5 separate regions of the Mus musculus genome follow, and regions 2, 3, 4 and 5 are each linked to region 1. A link is a contact called in public promoter capture Hi-C data. All regions are on one chromosome and are shown on one strand. The core of a region is the stretch at or near the end of the contact, and the rest is flanking DNA. Distances in the headings are between cores, read along the strand shown.

Evidence for each region. Promoter capture Hi-C pulls out the DNA fragments that hold promoters and counts their contacts.
Region 2: a contact with region 1 is called in a promoter capture Hi-C map of hematopoietic stem and progenitor cells, with 2.7 times the contacts expected there. The contact joins the enhancer-like site here to the promoter of Nr1i2 in region 1. A contact is called at or near these places in 6 of 39 promoter capture datasets (erythroid cells, hematopoietic stem and progenitor cells, hippocampal neurons and 2 more).
Region 3: a contact with region 1 is called in a promoter capture Hi-C map of the HPC-7 cell line, with 2.2 times the contacts expected there. The contact joins the promoter of B4galt4 here to the promoter of Nr1i2 in region 1. A contact is called at or near these places in 5 of 39 promoter capture datasets (the 3T3-L1 cell line, the HPC-7 cell line, HPC-7-derived erythroid cells and 2 more).
Region 4: a contact with region 1 is called in a promoter capture Hi-C map of embryonic stem cells, with 3 times the contacts expected there. The contact joins the promoter of Gpr156 here to the promoter of Nr1i2 in region 1. A contact is called at or near these places in 17 of 39 promoter capture datasets (the 3T3-L1 cell line, 3T3-L1-derived adipocytes, the C10 cell line and 7 more), 2 of 115 datasets of contacts at active chromatin or transcription factors (both in embryonic stem cells) and 2 of 9 other capture datasets (embryonic stem cells and macrophages).
Region 5: a promoter capture Hi-C map of neural stem cells shows a contact between it and region 1. The contact joins the enhancer-like site here to the promoter of Nr1i2 in region 1. A contact is called at or near these places in 7 of 39 promoter capture datasets (the C10 cell line, cranial neural crest, embryonic stem cells and 3 more), 1 of 115 datasets of contacts at active chromatin or transcription factors (embryonic stem cells) and 3 of 9 other capture datasets (embryonic stem cells, liver and pancreatic islet).

The regions. Positions count from the first base shown.
Region 1 is chr16:38,293,365-38,296,238 of GRCm38.p6, reverse strand. Nr1i2 (nuclear receptor subfamily 1, group I, member 2) reads left to right here and starts at 1,415. Exons shown (of 9, transcript NM_010936.3): 1 at 1,415-1,721.
Region 2 is chr16:37,787,252-37,790,125 of GRCm38.p6, reverse strand. The region is part of intron 2 of Fstl1 (follistatin-like 1); the gene reads right to left. Among named protein-coding and RNA genes, the nearest start is that of Fstl1, 12 kb to the right of the region's middle. Within about 2 kb of position 1,510, at least 194 of the 459 cell types and tissues checked have an H3K27ac peak or open chromatin away from gene starts, as enhancers often do. A contact at or near this core is called in hematopoietic stem and progenitor cells and hippocampal neurons, where this site is marked.
Region 3 is chr16:38,740,793-38,743,666 of GRCm38.p6, reverse strand. It overlaps B4galt4 (UDP-Gal:betaGlcNAc beta 1,4-galactosyltransferase, polypeptide 4), which reads right to left and starts at 1,408. Exons shown (of 7, transcript NM_019804.4): 1 at 1,299-1,408.
Region 4 is chr16:37,915,039-37,917,912 of GRCm38.p6, reverse strand. It overlaps Gpr156 (G protein-coupled receptor 156), which reads right to left and starts at 1,417. Exons shown (of 10, transcript NM_153394.2): 1 at 1,298-1,417.
Region 5 is chr16:37,944,246-37,947,119 of GRCm38.p6, reverse strand. All of the region lies in intron 1 of Gpr156 (G protein-coupled receptor 156), which reads right to left. Among named protein-coding and RNA genes, the nearest start is that of Gpr156, 29 kb to the right of the region's middle. Within about 2 kb of position 1,484, at least 21 of the 459 cell types and tissues checked have an H3K27ac peak or open chromatin away from gene starts, as enhancers often do. A contact at or near this core is called in neural stem cells, where this site is marked.

The sequences.
Region 1 (2,874 bases), core at 166-2,665:
TCACAGGAACAGAAAGAAAAGTAGGGCATATGTCCCCCCCAAACAACCACCACAACAGAACAAAAATAAAAACCAAAGAGGAGATCACCCCTCTGAGTCTACCCCATGGCACCTCTGTGCCCTGGAGGTCCTTGGACCACCCTGCTCCCTTCCTTTGGCTTCACCTGAACTTGCACCATTAGTGTGTCATGAATTTAGTTGGCTATCTGAGTTTTCCTTTTTCTTTTCTTTTTTTTTTTTAATTTATGGTTTTGTTTATGTTTTTATAAAATTGACCAAGGACGCTGACTGCCTAGGCTTGCCTCTGGTGGATGGTTCAGGAGCTCCTAGTGCTGGTTGCAGGGGAAGAAAGTTTGAGCAGAGGTCAGGACTCCAGTTTCTCCTCCTTTCCAGCCATGCGTGGGAGTGACTCAGGTCCTCTCTGGGCCTCCAGTCTGGGGTTCTTAGTAACTACCACAAACTGGGTGTTTAAACTGGCTTCCAAATAAAGCCCTACCCAGATAAATGTTGATGCCTGGCAGCCCTGCAGTCTTCTTATGCCACCTAGAGCTCAGGACAGCATCTGCAGAGGAAGAGAGACCAGACAATCCCTCAGGAACCGAAGAGCATTTCTCTCCTTTGGGAAGTTCCTCATTTGTCCTGGATTCCCTGTTTCTGCTGTAAATAACTTGCCATTTTTATAGGAGAGGTGAATAGAGACCTTTGTATGCCAGAAGAGCCCCGAGAGATGATAAAAGCTGTAATAATTTACCCGTGACCCCAGGACTTCTGGTGAGGTGCCCTGCCCATTCTGGAATCCTGCCCATTCATCTCAGTACAGAAAAAAAAAAGACCTGCTTCCACTCGTGGAAATAAGTGTCCCTTGTCAGGCTTCCCAGATATGCAAGCCCCCAGGGCCAAGGACACCCCGATGATGTCCTGCTACCCCAGAGCCCACTAGACAGGAAGCTTCTAGAAGGGTCCGAGAGAAGAGAAAACTCTCAGACAGTTCCTGGTAGTCCCAGCCAGCTTTCTGTCCTGTGGTTGGAACTGCAAGGTCATACCTGTCTCGAAGCTATTTCCTCCCTCTCTCTCATATCAACAAGCCAGTGTCATGTGTGTGGCCTTTTCCTTACTTTCACGTAAACTGCTTCTGTCCAGGAAATTAACTTAGGGAAAAAAAGTGTTAGGAGCTATAGATTCAAAGGCACTTTACCTCTAGAGGCAAAATCACCCTCAGAGAGGCAAACATTGGCCCAGAATTACTTAGAGCAAACACTTAAAACACACTTCCCCTCCCTTACATGTTTTACAGTGAAGACAACTATGAAAAAAATAGGAAGGGGATATAACAAGAGTAAATACGGTAATCTGGTCATTGCTAGCTCGGGTGCTGGACTTGGGACTTGGGAGTGCCAACTGGGGCCCCTTACTACATTGGACCTGGGGTGTACTGTGGGCAAGAACAAGTATGGTTCCTATGCCTGTGGACAACATAGCCTAAGGTTAGCTGAGGGTGAGAATCGGGGATAGATACTGCTCTTTTGTCTACTTGGATGGTCAGCCTCTCCCTAGGGGCCTGACCTTGGCTCATAGGAAACACTGAGGACTTAAGCTGAGATCTCCATGTGCAGCCAGGTAGCCACGGCAGGTGTGCTGAGCTCTGGGCAGAACCATCGTTCCTGATTCTTCAAGGTGGACCCCAAGGGGGAAATCCAACAAAAGCAGTGGCCCCCAGACAGGTATGATCTTTCCTTCTTTCTCTTTCTAAGAGTCAGATGCCCTCTGCCTCTGAACAGAAGGCTGAGGGGGATACAAATGAGGTCGGAGGTCAGCAATGTGAAGGAGTATGGAGGACAATGACACCTTTTTCTCTCCTCTTCTCCTTCCTGGGTCAAACAAAGCATGAAGACAGTTGTGGAGCCAAGGTGCTCTGCTACCTGGCCTACACTTGTGTTGCCAGGAAGCATCACAACAGAAGCCTTGTGTATGTGACATCGGGCATTAGATAGGCAGCCGAGCCCCTTCTGTGACAGGGTTGGAGTCCCTGACCTAGGAAACACCGCTGCTGAAGACCATGAGAATCAGGAACTATTAGCACTGGCTCCCAGAGCTTGTCAGGTTAGTGCTGGCAGCCCCCGGGGACATAGACAGCGGCAGGATGGTCACGAGGCCTCACATTCTCATTAGCGGTGTCTCAGTACACACTATATCCGTGTACAGTGGTCGGCTTTAGACTCTGTTTGTCAGAGTCATTCCCGTTATGTTCAGTACCCTAGGTCCCATCTCTGCTCCATACAACAGCCCGAGGCGCAGGCTAGAGACATGGCTTTAAGGCTCCTCCACATCCAGGAGCTACCTTAGGAGATGCCTTCAAGGCCACCAAACCTTCCCTCTGTGCTTCAGGTGTGGCATTGTCCCTTGCACGTGCATGACTGTTTTTCATTGCTGCCGGGAAGGCAAAGGACCACCACACAGATGAAAAGTGGCTGAATTATCTACACTGAGAGGAATCCTTGGTCTCTAATGACTTGGCCAGAGTCTAAAGTATTCCAAGTAAGGCCTCTGAAGCCTGGCTTACCCTGTTCATTAATAGACTTTTTTGAATACACAAAAATACTTGCTTAAAAATGCTTTATTTATATAATAAATGTAATCTAAACTGGGATCACCAAGTTATAGCTCATGGGCCAAATCTGGCCCATCAGCTATTTTTTTTTTTAATCAATAAAGTCGTACTAAAACACAAAGTCGTGAGGCTGGTTTTGCCCCATAACAGCGGAAGCAAATGGTTCTACATAGAAGATGTCGCCGACTCGTCTACAGGCAATCTGCCTGATGCTAAATGACTGGGAAATAAACACAGTCGACCACTGCAAAGCCAATTAGACTGGT
Region 2 (2,874 bases), core at 261-2,760, 510 kb after region 1:
CAAGAGTTCACTAGCAGCTAAGTTTCATAACCACAAAAGATAAGCGCTGCGCCTAGGCTTAGACATCATGACAGTCTACAGAAGCCACAAGGTACAACAAGGCAGTTCATCAGAGAAAATCCCAACACACATGTGTCCCTCTCATTCGTTTCCGTAGGAATCTGTGGTTGAGAAAAGTCTTACTACAAGATACTGGCAGACGGCTTTGTTCCTGAGGGGTGAAATTTAAGCCAGTGTGCATGCGTGTAGATGTGCAGATGTGTGTACATACATGTGTCCAGTTCTAACCTGTACAAGAACTTCTATTAGGAAGGACACAGACATTGCATGGCTAGCTCCTATTCATGACCAGAAGTCAGGGCAATTTACCTGGCTATCTACTAGGGCTTGGAGTCAGGACATGGCACCAAGCACACCAGTGGGCTGAAGCCTCCAGGCTAGCCTTGGCTTGCTTACAAAGGTCACTGGATCTCAGTGTTGATGACAAAGACAAAGACCAGTGCCTGATGCAGCCGACTGCCAGATCAGGGACAGGGGATGGAGGCAGGACGTTCATCAACACCTGTTCAGGAGCTCCTAGATCCTGGTCATGGGCCAGGCAACACGGTGAGAGATGAGAATGATTCCAAACACCATTTCCACACAGCTATTTTTGTAAGCCCTTTGCAATGCTACAGCTGAAGGAAAAGTCGGAAGAAAGTCGGTTTTCTCATGAAAATCATAGAGTTTGGATTGATCTTCATTTTGTCATTGCTGTTGTTGTTTGTAGATCCCTCCCTAAATCCCAGGGGGATCTGGGATATTCCAGCCCCCCCCCATCCCCACCCCAGTGCTGATGCACAGTTGCCAAATGACTCATATCTGTGGGGTAATCAGGACTTGGGATTGCAGAGCACAAAGGCACTTGAGGCACCGCACTTCGGAGTTCGATGATGCACTCAGTACCTAAGAGGGGGACCCAGGGGCCTCTTGCCTTTCTCCACACTGTTTTCTTGGTCCTTGGCCAGCCTCTCTTTCCCATGGCTCCCCACGGGTAGGAAACTGACGTAAGAGCTTAATCAAATATCCTACTTCTAAGTAAGAATATTTTGATGATCCAAATTGCGTGGACTTACAGGGATAGAGTTTACATTGCGGGTCTCTCCCACTCTTTTGAGGGGGATGAGGGGTTAGATGTTTGTCTCAGTCCACACTTGGGGTACCACTGGGCTATTCATCCCAACCTTGTCTGGCCCAAGATGAAGGGAGCTTGCTTGATGCTAGGACAGTAATCTCAGCCACGTGGCCAGCTGTAACTTCTCAGTTCAGAACCTCACAAAGCAGCCGAATCCTGGGCAGGCTCATAATTCACTCACTTGCTTCTTACGTGTGTGGGTACATGCTAGCCCCCCAAGACAACTCAGGGCTGACTTTGAGAAAAGCAGGAAATGAGTAAGGAAGGAACCAGAGTGAGCAGTGCTGAGGGAGTCAGGGCTGCAGAGCCCTGCAGGCTGCTGTGAAGGCGCGGTGCCAAGCAGCCTCTGCTGTCTAGACTTTAGCTGGCCTCTCCCAGTGCAGGAGAGAAGGAGGGAGGAGGGGAGCCAGGCGAGAAAGCCTGTAGCTCTTTGTTCAGCTAATGCAAACACAGGACACAACTTCCGACAGGCTCCAGGCTGGGGGCTGGCTCTATCTAAGACATTTCGTCCCAGGAGCTGGACTCCTGCTATAGGCCGAGGGAAGTTCCGTTAATCCATCCATCATGGGGAGCTGAGGATGATCGTATTAGTCCCTGAGAACTCACAGTTCCCCACCCAAATTGAAGTGAGTAATATCCAAGAGATGCACACTGTAGGGGTGAAGGACTATGTTTAAAAAAAAAAAAAAGATTTTCCAGTTGTGTTATTTTAGCTTGTTCATTAAAAAGAACTAGCTCTTGAAGGGGGCCTCAGGATTCTGATGAAACCAGTTGATTAAAATGTACAGACACAGAAACGGCAGCCACAGTCCAATAGGCTTATGACTCGGGGGTAATGTTAGCTTTGGGAAGCTTTGCTAATCTAAGCTGGTGGGGAAAAGGGCCTTTTCTTCTGAGTGGCAGGGGGGCCCTGTGGCAGGGCACACGCCTTTATGAGTGCAGTGCAGGGTGGGATTGGCCCAACTGACCCCCTCAGGCAGGCATCTGTGCACTACACGGCCATATTTAGCAATCAGATTGGAGTTTAGAGCCATTTTGCAGTTCGGTCTTACATAGTATGGAACAGTTGTGAATACGTTTCAAGGACACAGAAACTGCCTTAAAACATCTCCCGAGTCTCTGGCCATTAGCTGGCAATATTCCCAAATAATAACTGCAGTTCCGCACATGTCAGAGAGGCAGCTGGGGCTGGATTCAAGTGGAGATCATGTGGCTGGAGCAGGCGAGGCTGCAGGATCAGGTCAGGTACTAGAGCCATTTAGCACTGATGTGCCTTGAATAGTTAGTGACTAGGACTGTACAGTGCTGGAGCCATACTACAGGCAACATTCATTGTTGGTGTGTTTTCAGAGTCTGGCTTCTGGAAATCAGACCCAAGGGCACAAACCACTGAGCTTTGACTTGGGGATATCAAACCCTGGGTTTTACATCCTGGCTCTACCATTGGTTAGGTAGCTGATACAGGGTAACTGAATGGTTTCTTCATGGGTAAAATGAGCCTTATAATAGTTACTTGTCACTTTTTGAGGATTAAATAGAAGCTCTCTTTTCTGCCTATGCTACACTGTAGGTCCCTTTCCAAGTTCAGCCGCAGGCTACTTCCTCTGACAGACTTTCCTGGACCTCTGCACAGGGTAGATTCTCAGCCATGATCCACTGTTTCTCACACTGGACAGTTCTGAGGCCATGACCTTCCCTGC
Region 3 (2,874 bases), core at 159-2,658, 450 kb before region 1:
GGTGGGTGGGGGTGGGGGGTAATAGGGGACTTTGGGGATAGCATTTGAAATGTAAATGAAGAAAATATGCAATAAAAAAGAAAAATCCTAAAGAAAAATGTCAAAATCATTATTACTGTTAAGAAAAAAGAAAAGAAAAGAAAAGAAAAGAAAAGAGAAAAGAGAAAAGAGAAGAGAAGAGAAGAGAAGAGAAAAGAAAAAAGAAAAGAAAAGAAAAGAAAAGAAAAGAAAAGAAAAGAAAAGAAAAGAAAAGAAAAGAAAAGACCATCAACAACGCAGTGTTTCCTTCCCAGGAGGTGCATTCCTCCACGCTCTGGCATGGGGGGGGGGGCGGGGGGGGAGCGGGGCCGGCAGCCTTCAACTCTATCTTGAATTTCACTTTCTCAAACTGAATCATATCTGACATTCCTTGAGTTTCATATATCCTCTGAAGATTCATTACACACACACACACACACACACACACACACACACCAGTTAATGAATTTTTTTAAATGAGACCGAGAGACCTTTTTTCAACTCTCAAATTACCACCTTCTGTCTGCTCTTTCATTACCAAACCACTGGGGAGATCAGCCCGCGCCCGGAGCACCCCCACATCCTCCTGCCTCCTGGCTCACTTCTGAACACTTTGCAACCCACAGGCACCAGACTTGGCTAATACCCTCCTAAGGTTACCTCCCCGCAAAGGCCTTCTCTAGATACTTCTCTCCCACACCCTTCAGCACCCGAACTCCTAACCAATCGCCCTTATCTAAGGGAAACCAGAAGATCCAGTGATGCAGATCCACAGACCCTGGAGGGAACAGGTGCCCGACCTACACACAGCAGGTGGGTCTCAAGCCCTTCAAACCCCATGTGAGTGCCCCTGGCTTGGCCGAAGGTATCTCGGGCCCTTTCAGGCATGGAAGTACAGATCAGATGAGCTGTTTCCCCAGGTGAAAGGCTGTCTGACCCTGACCGAGAAGGATGGGCCTTTTCCAGGTAGAGGCGCCGGGAGACGCAAGCACCCGGACGCGGGACGCGGCCGGATGCACCCTGCATCTCCCCGCTGCGCGCAACATCTCCCCAGCTCTGAGCTCTGGGGCGCCGGCACGGGAGCCGGAGCCCCGCCAAGGTGGGCCTCTGCAGGCCCCCAGCTCGCCCGCCGCTCGCTCGGCCGGCAGGACAGCAGCGCCGAGGCCTGAGCGCGCAGGCTCCGCGTCCGCCCGGCACCATCCCGTGGACCCACCCGGCTCACAGCCCGACGATGGCCGCTCGGAGCGCGCAGCAGCGGAGCTCGGGCCCGGCGTACTCACCCCGGACGCGGCCACCGGGAGGCCGCCCGGGGAAGGGGAGGTGGTGAGGAGCAGCCCCGGGGATCGCGCTCGTGGACCGCCTGCGCCGCCGGGAGGCGGCTCTGCAGCCCCGGCTCCGCCTCGCGCGCAGCGCCATCGAGGGGGCGGGTCTGCCCGGTTCTCTCAAGACCTGGTGCAGCCTCCCTCCGGCCAATCCCACCACGCGCTGCGGGAGCTTGAGAATTAAAAGGGGTGCACACCGTAGTCTTTAGATCACAAACCGTACTGAGGATAACTAGTTAGGCTCCGGGCGCTTCTCAGATTCCATCCCCGGGGACATCACCGGAACCTGGAAAAGAGATCATATCCCAGTGCTTTACAGAGCAGGAAAGTGACGCTTTGGACTTACAGGAATGTGCAACCTTTTGACTTCTCTGGGCAACATTAAATGAAGGGTGGCTTCAGGCCACATCATAGAATCCAGAAGTCTACAGTTACATGTTTATTTTGCGTGACACTACCAGGCGACATTGTCATTTATAAAGTTCATGTTTGAGAACCCTGAAATCGAGCACACAAACACACACACACACACACACACACACACACAAAACCACTTCAGCCTTCATAGTAGTTTAAGTAAGTTTACAGTTTGTGTTGGGTTGATTTTATAGCCATCCTGGGGCAAGGGTTAGACACATCCTCAAGAAAGTCTAAAGTCCTGATAGGTTATAGCCTGCTCAGCCATGCATTGTACCAAATTAAAGACCAAATGATATTATGCGAATCATAATATTTCAAATATAATCATAATAATCAAATTAGGCTAAAATTGATAGAAAACTAATGGTGAGGTCTTCATAGGCGCACAACAGTCTGCATGCTGCCAGCTCTCTCTGAGAAGCTACATGAAAATCACCTGATCCATCGCAAGTGAAGCAAGGGTGCTCAGCCTGTGGGTCGCGACCCCCGTGTGGAGTTGCATATTTGATATTTATAGTTCGTAACAGTAGCAGAATTACAGCTATGAAGCAACAAGGAAATAACTTTATGGTTGGTGGTTACCACGACATGAGGAACTGTATTAAAGGGCGGCAACATTAGGAAGGGTGAAAAGCGCTGCTCTAAAAAGGAGCAAACTGAATCAGTCCTGAGGTACTGGGCTTTAAACAGGCCTAGGACCATTTTGATGCCACTTATCTGTGTCACCACTGTGATGGAATTTGGAGCCTGTAGTCCGAGCCTCCTGCATCATGCTGACCCCTCTGAAGAGCACTGGGAGGTGCTGAGACTACTATACCCTGGCAGAAGAAACACTGAAATCTCTCAGTAGAAGACTGGTCTCCCTTCTGTCCCATGGAGTTCAAACAGATACAAGTTAACAATTTTAAAATGTTTTCATTTATTTGTGTATTTACTTACTGTTTAGTGCTAAGGAAAGGAATCAGGGCCTATCCTACCTGCTACAAATAGCCACTAAACTACACACAGTTATCACCACTCCCAGTCCTTCCACACAGGCACACTTTGAGTTCACAGTCTTTTTTAAACCATTATACCAGTTAGTTTTTGTCAACTTGACATAGACTAGAGTCAT
Region 4 (2,874 bases), core at 168-2,667, 380 kb after region 1:
AGTTGCTTTTAGCTATTTGCCCTCCTGGTCTCTGCTGAAGGACATTCCTGTTTTCCCAAGACTGGGCTTCTCTATTCCCAAGTTTCCATAAAGGCTTTGCCTCTGACCAGACCAACTCTAGGGAACAGAGAGAAGCTAAAGCTGGGGGCAATGATAGAGAAGCAGAAAGAATATGCCAGATACAGTGGTGGTCCTGCAGGGGAATCACACAGACAAAATGGGACCAGGGAGCCCCCTCTCTTTCTGAGAGAGTCCCAACTCAAGCCAGCCTGCCAAGGCACTTTATATCCCAGAGTCAAAGTGTCTACAGCCCCCAGACAAGTGATTCCCTCCTCATTTATCTGGATACACCCATTTGTTCCTTCTGCAGCAGTTAAAACTACAAACTTGGAAGCCTGGCTGGTGTTCCAACTCCTGGGAGAATCCAGCTATTGGTGGAGAAAAGGTGTTTCTCCCCCACCCTCTTTGGCGGCCTTGCTGCTTAATTAACACACCAACAAATATGGTGGTTTTAAACTCCCATCTGAAAACTCTTCTTTTTCAATGAAGTATTCACACTCTTAGCATCTCCCTCCACAGCTTGTTTAAGGAATACACTGGGAAAACAGGTTTATCAGAGGTACCTAGTTCTCATGCATCCAGAAAATAAACAAATGGGTAGAGTGGCTACACCGTCTTCCCTACACAGTTTAATCTCGAAATGTTAACAGGTAACAGAAAGCATTAAGGAAGTAGCACGTGATGCCCAACTTTCTAAGTGGAAGCCTCTACAACACGCTTGGAAACTGCTGCTGGTCAGATCCAAGGATGCTCAGGAGCCTGGGTCACTCCTCCAGTGCCCAGGAACAAAGCCTCCACACAGAACATAGGCGGTGTAGTAAAACTTTCTTCTCAGACTTCAGAGAGGGGGTGGGGGAACGTCAGCTCACCACCCTGCCCTCGGGGTGAGCTTGCACCTGCAGGGTAGATTTGGGGTCACGCTTGGAAATCACCCGAGTGTGGGAAATAGTTCTGAGATCTCCTTTTTGAGCACTTTGTTGCTTATTCAATAAAATAGAGAAGTCACACTGGGTTCACTCTCCCCTCCCCTTTTTCCTCCCAAATTATCAACGCCATCCCTGATGCGTGGCCACGCGCTCTTCCCTACTTTTTGGACTTCTTAAATCATTTCTGAATATCCTGCTCAGGTTTTGAATAGGAGAAGGGACTCCTGCCCTCTCCATTTCTTACTGGAGGTGTCTGTGTCCATAGGGAGGTCCTACAAAATCTGGGGTCTTCAAGGGCGCACTGTGCTCACCTTGCGGGGTCCCCGTCCGCAGAGATGCGCCGAGCCCGCGGCCGGGATTGGGACGCGCGTGCTCTTCCGGTCTCTGGTGGGCTCTCGGGTTTGGAAGGTGGCGGGAGGGACGCGGACCGCGCCCATCGCCTCGTAGACAGCCGGAGTGGCGGCTGTGCGGTGTGCGCGGTGCCCTGCGGGTCGCCTCCTCCTCTGTCTGACCGCCGTCCCTCCTCTGGCGCCACCCCGCGCCGCGACCGGACCCTGCGCTCGGCTGCAGGCCTCTCTACTCCGGAGTCCCTTTACTCCCGCATCCTCCACTCCTCCAAAGACGTCCACTCCTGTTTGAGCGGTTCTCTGGGCGACTTCCTGCTGCTGTGCTCAAAGAGCCGCTTGCAGCGCCGGTCTGAGGAGCCCTGTAGCCCGAGGATGCTCAGACCTCCGGAGCAGGTCCTGTGCCTGGTTCCTCAGTCTCAGATCCCGGTTTCTGGTTTTTTGTTTGTTTGTTTGTTTGTTTGTTTGTTTGTTTTGTTTTGCTTTGTTTTTGTTTTGTTTTGATACGGGGGGAGGTTATCCATTAGCTTTCCCTTGGCCTTTTGCATTTCTCCTTCCCTCTTCTTTTTCTTACTCCCCGCCTTTCCCTCTCATCTCTTCTTTTTCCTCATTCTTCATTTTTTATTTGGGCATTTTTTGATTCTTTACATTGAGCTTGTGTTTATTTTAGAAAGACAAGAATGTTGCTTATAATAGGAATGCGTGTGTGTGTGTCTGTGTGTCTGTGTGTGTGTGCATGTGTTTTCCCGTGACAAGGTTTCTCTGTGTAACAGCCCTGGCTGGCCTGGAATTCACTTTGGAGACCAGGCTGGCCTCGAACTCACAGAGTTCGACTGCCTCTGCCGCTGGAGGGCTGGGATTAAAGGCTTGCATTTCAAACACCACATTTTGACCACATATTTTAGGGACAGGAGGGGAGGGGGAACCGAGTAGGACTTCAGGGTTCAGATCACACATGGTAAGGAGGATTGGCTTTAAAATTTTTTAACCCCTCCCTCACTATTTCACCCAAAGGCTTCTTTTCACAGGAAAATACTTCATTGGAGAGGAAAATATGGGGAAAGAAATGAAGCAAACGTTTTATTCAGGACAATGCGTGTTTCTCACATCTTGTCCTGAATGTGAGACACTGAGCAAAATGTGAGTTTCTGTTCTGTGCAGTTAGATGCTGTCATTGGGGAGGCCCCCTTTGATTCTCCACTTTTGGGGTTACTCAGTTTAAAAGCCCAGGACAGGGATGTTGGAACAATGCCTCATGTGGTAGAGCAATCACTCTGGAAGCGTGAGGACCTGCTGGGGTTCCCCAACAAAAGCCTCTGCCTGTAATCTCAAGGCTGGAGGCAGCGAAGGGGACAGGCAGATTTCTGGGGTTTGCTGGACGGCCAGTTTACATTGGTAAGCTTTAGGTGCAGTGGGAGTGTCTGTCTCAGAATCACTGTGGAGCATAATTGAGGGAGACAACTACCATCAGTGCTCTGCACTCCACGTGTATGCACGCACAGTCACGTTTCTGGCACAGTCTTTCTCCATCACTCTCACTTCAG
Region 5 (2,874 bases), core at 235-2,734, 350 kb after region 1:
TCTGGGATCAAGGGCCCATATTGTCTCTTGTCTCTCAGGATGAGGAAGAGCCTTCCATGTCCAGACAGCTGAGTTGCCCAAAACGTGTACTGGTTTTTATCTATTTATTTAGTTTTTTAAAAAAAGATTTATTTATTTATTATATGTAAGTACACTGTAACTGTCTTCAGGTAGCCGAGAAGAGGGCATCAGATCTCATTACAGATGGTTGTGAGCTAGGATTTGAACTCAGGACCTTCGGAAGAGCAGTCAGTGCTCTTAACCTGTGAGCCATCTCTTCAGCCCCCATATTTATTTAGTTTTTAAATTTAATTAAACATTTATTTTTACTTATTCACTTTACATCCTGCTCACTCCCGGTCACCCTCTCCCACAATCCTTCCCCCACCCCCTCCCCTCTTCTCTGAGCAGGTGGTCCCCTCCCCTGGATATCTTCCCCACCCGGAAACTTCAAGTCTCTTTGAGACTAGGTGCTTTCTGTCCCATTGAGGCCAGACATGGCAGCCCAGCCAGAAGAACGTATCCCACATATAGGCCAGAGCTTTGGGATAGCCCCTGTTCCAGTTGTTCAGGACCCACATGAAGAACAAGCTGCACATAGACAACATTTGTGTGGGGAGGCCTAAGTCCAGCCCATGCATGTTTTTTGGTTGGTAGTTCAGTCTCTGAGAGCCCTGGGGGTCCAGGTTAGTTGACTCTATTGGTCTTCCAGTGGAGTTCCTATCCCCTCTGTGTACTGGCTTTTAAATTGTCAGAATCACGGAGCTGCCATGGGTTAGTTGGGTTCTAGGGAGAGGGGCTGAGTGACCCACTGAGGAGAGATTATTACGCTCAGAAAATATTCATAATATGAATACTGTGATCAGAAGAGAAGCCAAGACAGACACCTGCAGTCTCAGTGCTTGGAAGGCCGAGGTGGGCGTGTAGGAGTTGGCCAGCCTGGCTACAAAGCAAGATGTGCAGAAGAGAGGGAGGGGAGGAGAGAGAAGTGGATGGGGCATGTGGTCCACGGGTCACAGACTGGACATGCCTGAGTCTTATCCCTACATTTGAAAACAAACCCATCTTTTAATAGAAAAGATAGATTTGGGGTTAGTCACAGGAATGTAAGAGGTTGCCATTTCTGCTTTGTGTTTTTGAAAGCACCTAGTATAGCATCTGTGTGTGTGAGTGTGTGTGAGTGTGTATGTGTGTGTGAGAGTGTGTGTGAGTGTGTGTGTGTGAGTGTGTGTGTGTGAGTGTGTGTGTGAGTGTGTGTGTGTGAGTGTGTGTGAGTGTGTGTGTGTGTGTGTGTGTGTGAAACTTGGACAAATATTAGATGCTACTAATCAATAGTCACTGAACACTAGACCCATGGTTAAAGCAGAACAATTGTGACAGGTGCTGAGTGCCGTCTTTGGAGTCTGTACTTAGACATAAACAATACAGCACCAGGTGTTGCCCTGTCACTGGACTCTACCATATTCTTGAATTATTTACCAGCTTCATGACAGAGCAATCACGAGAAAATTAGAGTCCGCTGTCTCCCATCCAGCATTTGAATTCTTGTGCTGTCTGGACAGATGACTGAATATTAAATTACGAAGCAAACAAGGCATGGCTATTCGTATCCTAATTTTGTTGGAATTCCAACAGAAAGGGTCTTTCTCTCTTTTTTTCTAGCCACACCCTACTTTCCTACTGAGTATTCTAGCAATGAGCAATGTGAGGAGTCACAGAGCAAACTACACTATGGTAGTCTGGAAGGACGTGTGTTTTTACATTGTCTTCTCCATCTTAGTGGTAAACCAAAGACCTATTTTTGGCTTGATAATGCTTTGTTGTCTGGACCATCTTTTGAAGAGAGGATGTTTGGCAGCATGCCTGGCCCTCTCCTAACAGTTTCAACAACTGCCAGTCACTGCCAACTGTGCCCAGTATGTGCCAAATTGAGACTCCCTGGCGTCATGAGAATTTTGGTCCCTTTAAAAGCACAGAAATGTTAAGGGACTATGTTTTTGTTTTAATCCCAGGTGTGGGGTTGCTTTAGACTGTCCACAGCAGCTGACTATGATTTGTCTCATGCTCGGGCAGGGATGTTATTTTGCCAGCTGAAAATAGTTTACATTTGGCATTCTGGGGACGCTTCAGAGGGTATACAAATGCTGCTGCCCTTCCTTCTTCTGCTATAGCTGATTGCTGGTTGGAGGTATCCTGGTGATGAAGATCACACTTGCCCCAAGGACTTCCTTAATCAACAGGAAGCAGTCTAACAAGATCAACACCTTCTTTCCCCTCTAACCTTCTTGCTCTCCTACCTAGGGTTGGAGGGTTGGAAGGTTGGAGAAGGGTGCTAGGAAGAAGAAACCAATAAATTAGCCAAAAGTCTGGTCACACCCTGGTAAAGACACAGGATACATCACTTACTCAAAGTTGACCCTGAGAAACACTGCTTTGGGAACCAAGTCTTGAGAAACCCTTTGGTCCATGAATATCCAGCGCGCGAACCCTATATATTATGATATTAGATTTCCATATGGGACAGGCATACAGTCCCAAAGATAGCACTTAGCCACAGAAATTCACAAATGAACAATCACAAGTGCATCTCTCCATGTTGACACACTCCTAAGCTAAGTTCTGAAAGGGAGAAGGGCTCAGCCATTGAGAACTGCTGAAGACCTCGGTGTTGACTGACTGGGTCAGGGCGGGGGCAGTCAGAGAGGGCAATGGAGAGGAATCAGATCATCAGACAGAGTTAGAACCAAGGCTCAAAGAGTAAAGTCCGCCAAGCCCTTTGTAAAGCAAACCCACCCCCACACCCCCACACTGAAAACCCTCTGGGGATGCTATGTTTCATGTTACACACAGTAGCAGACCCAACACCACGCACTT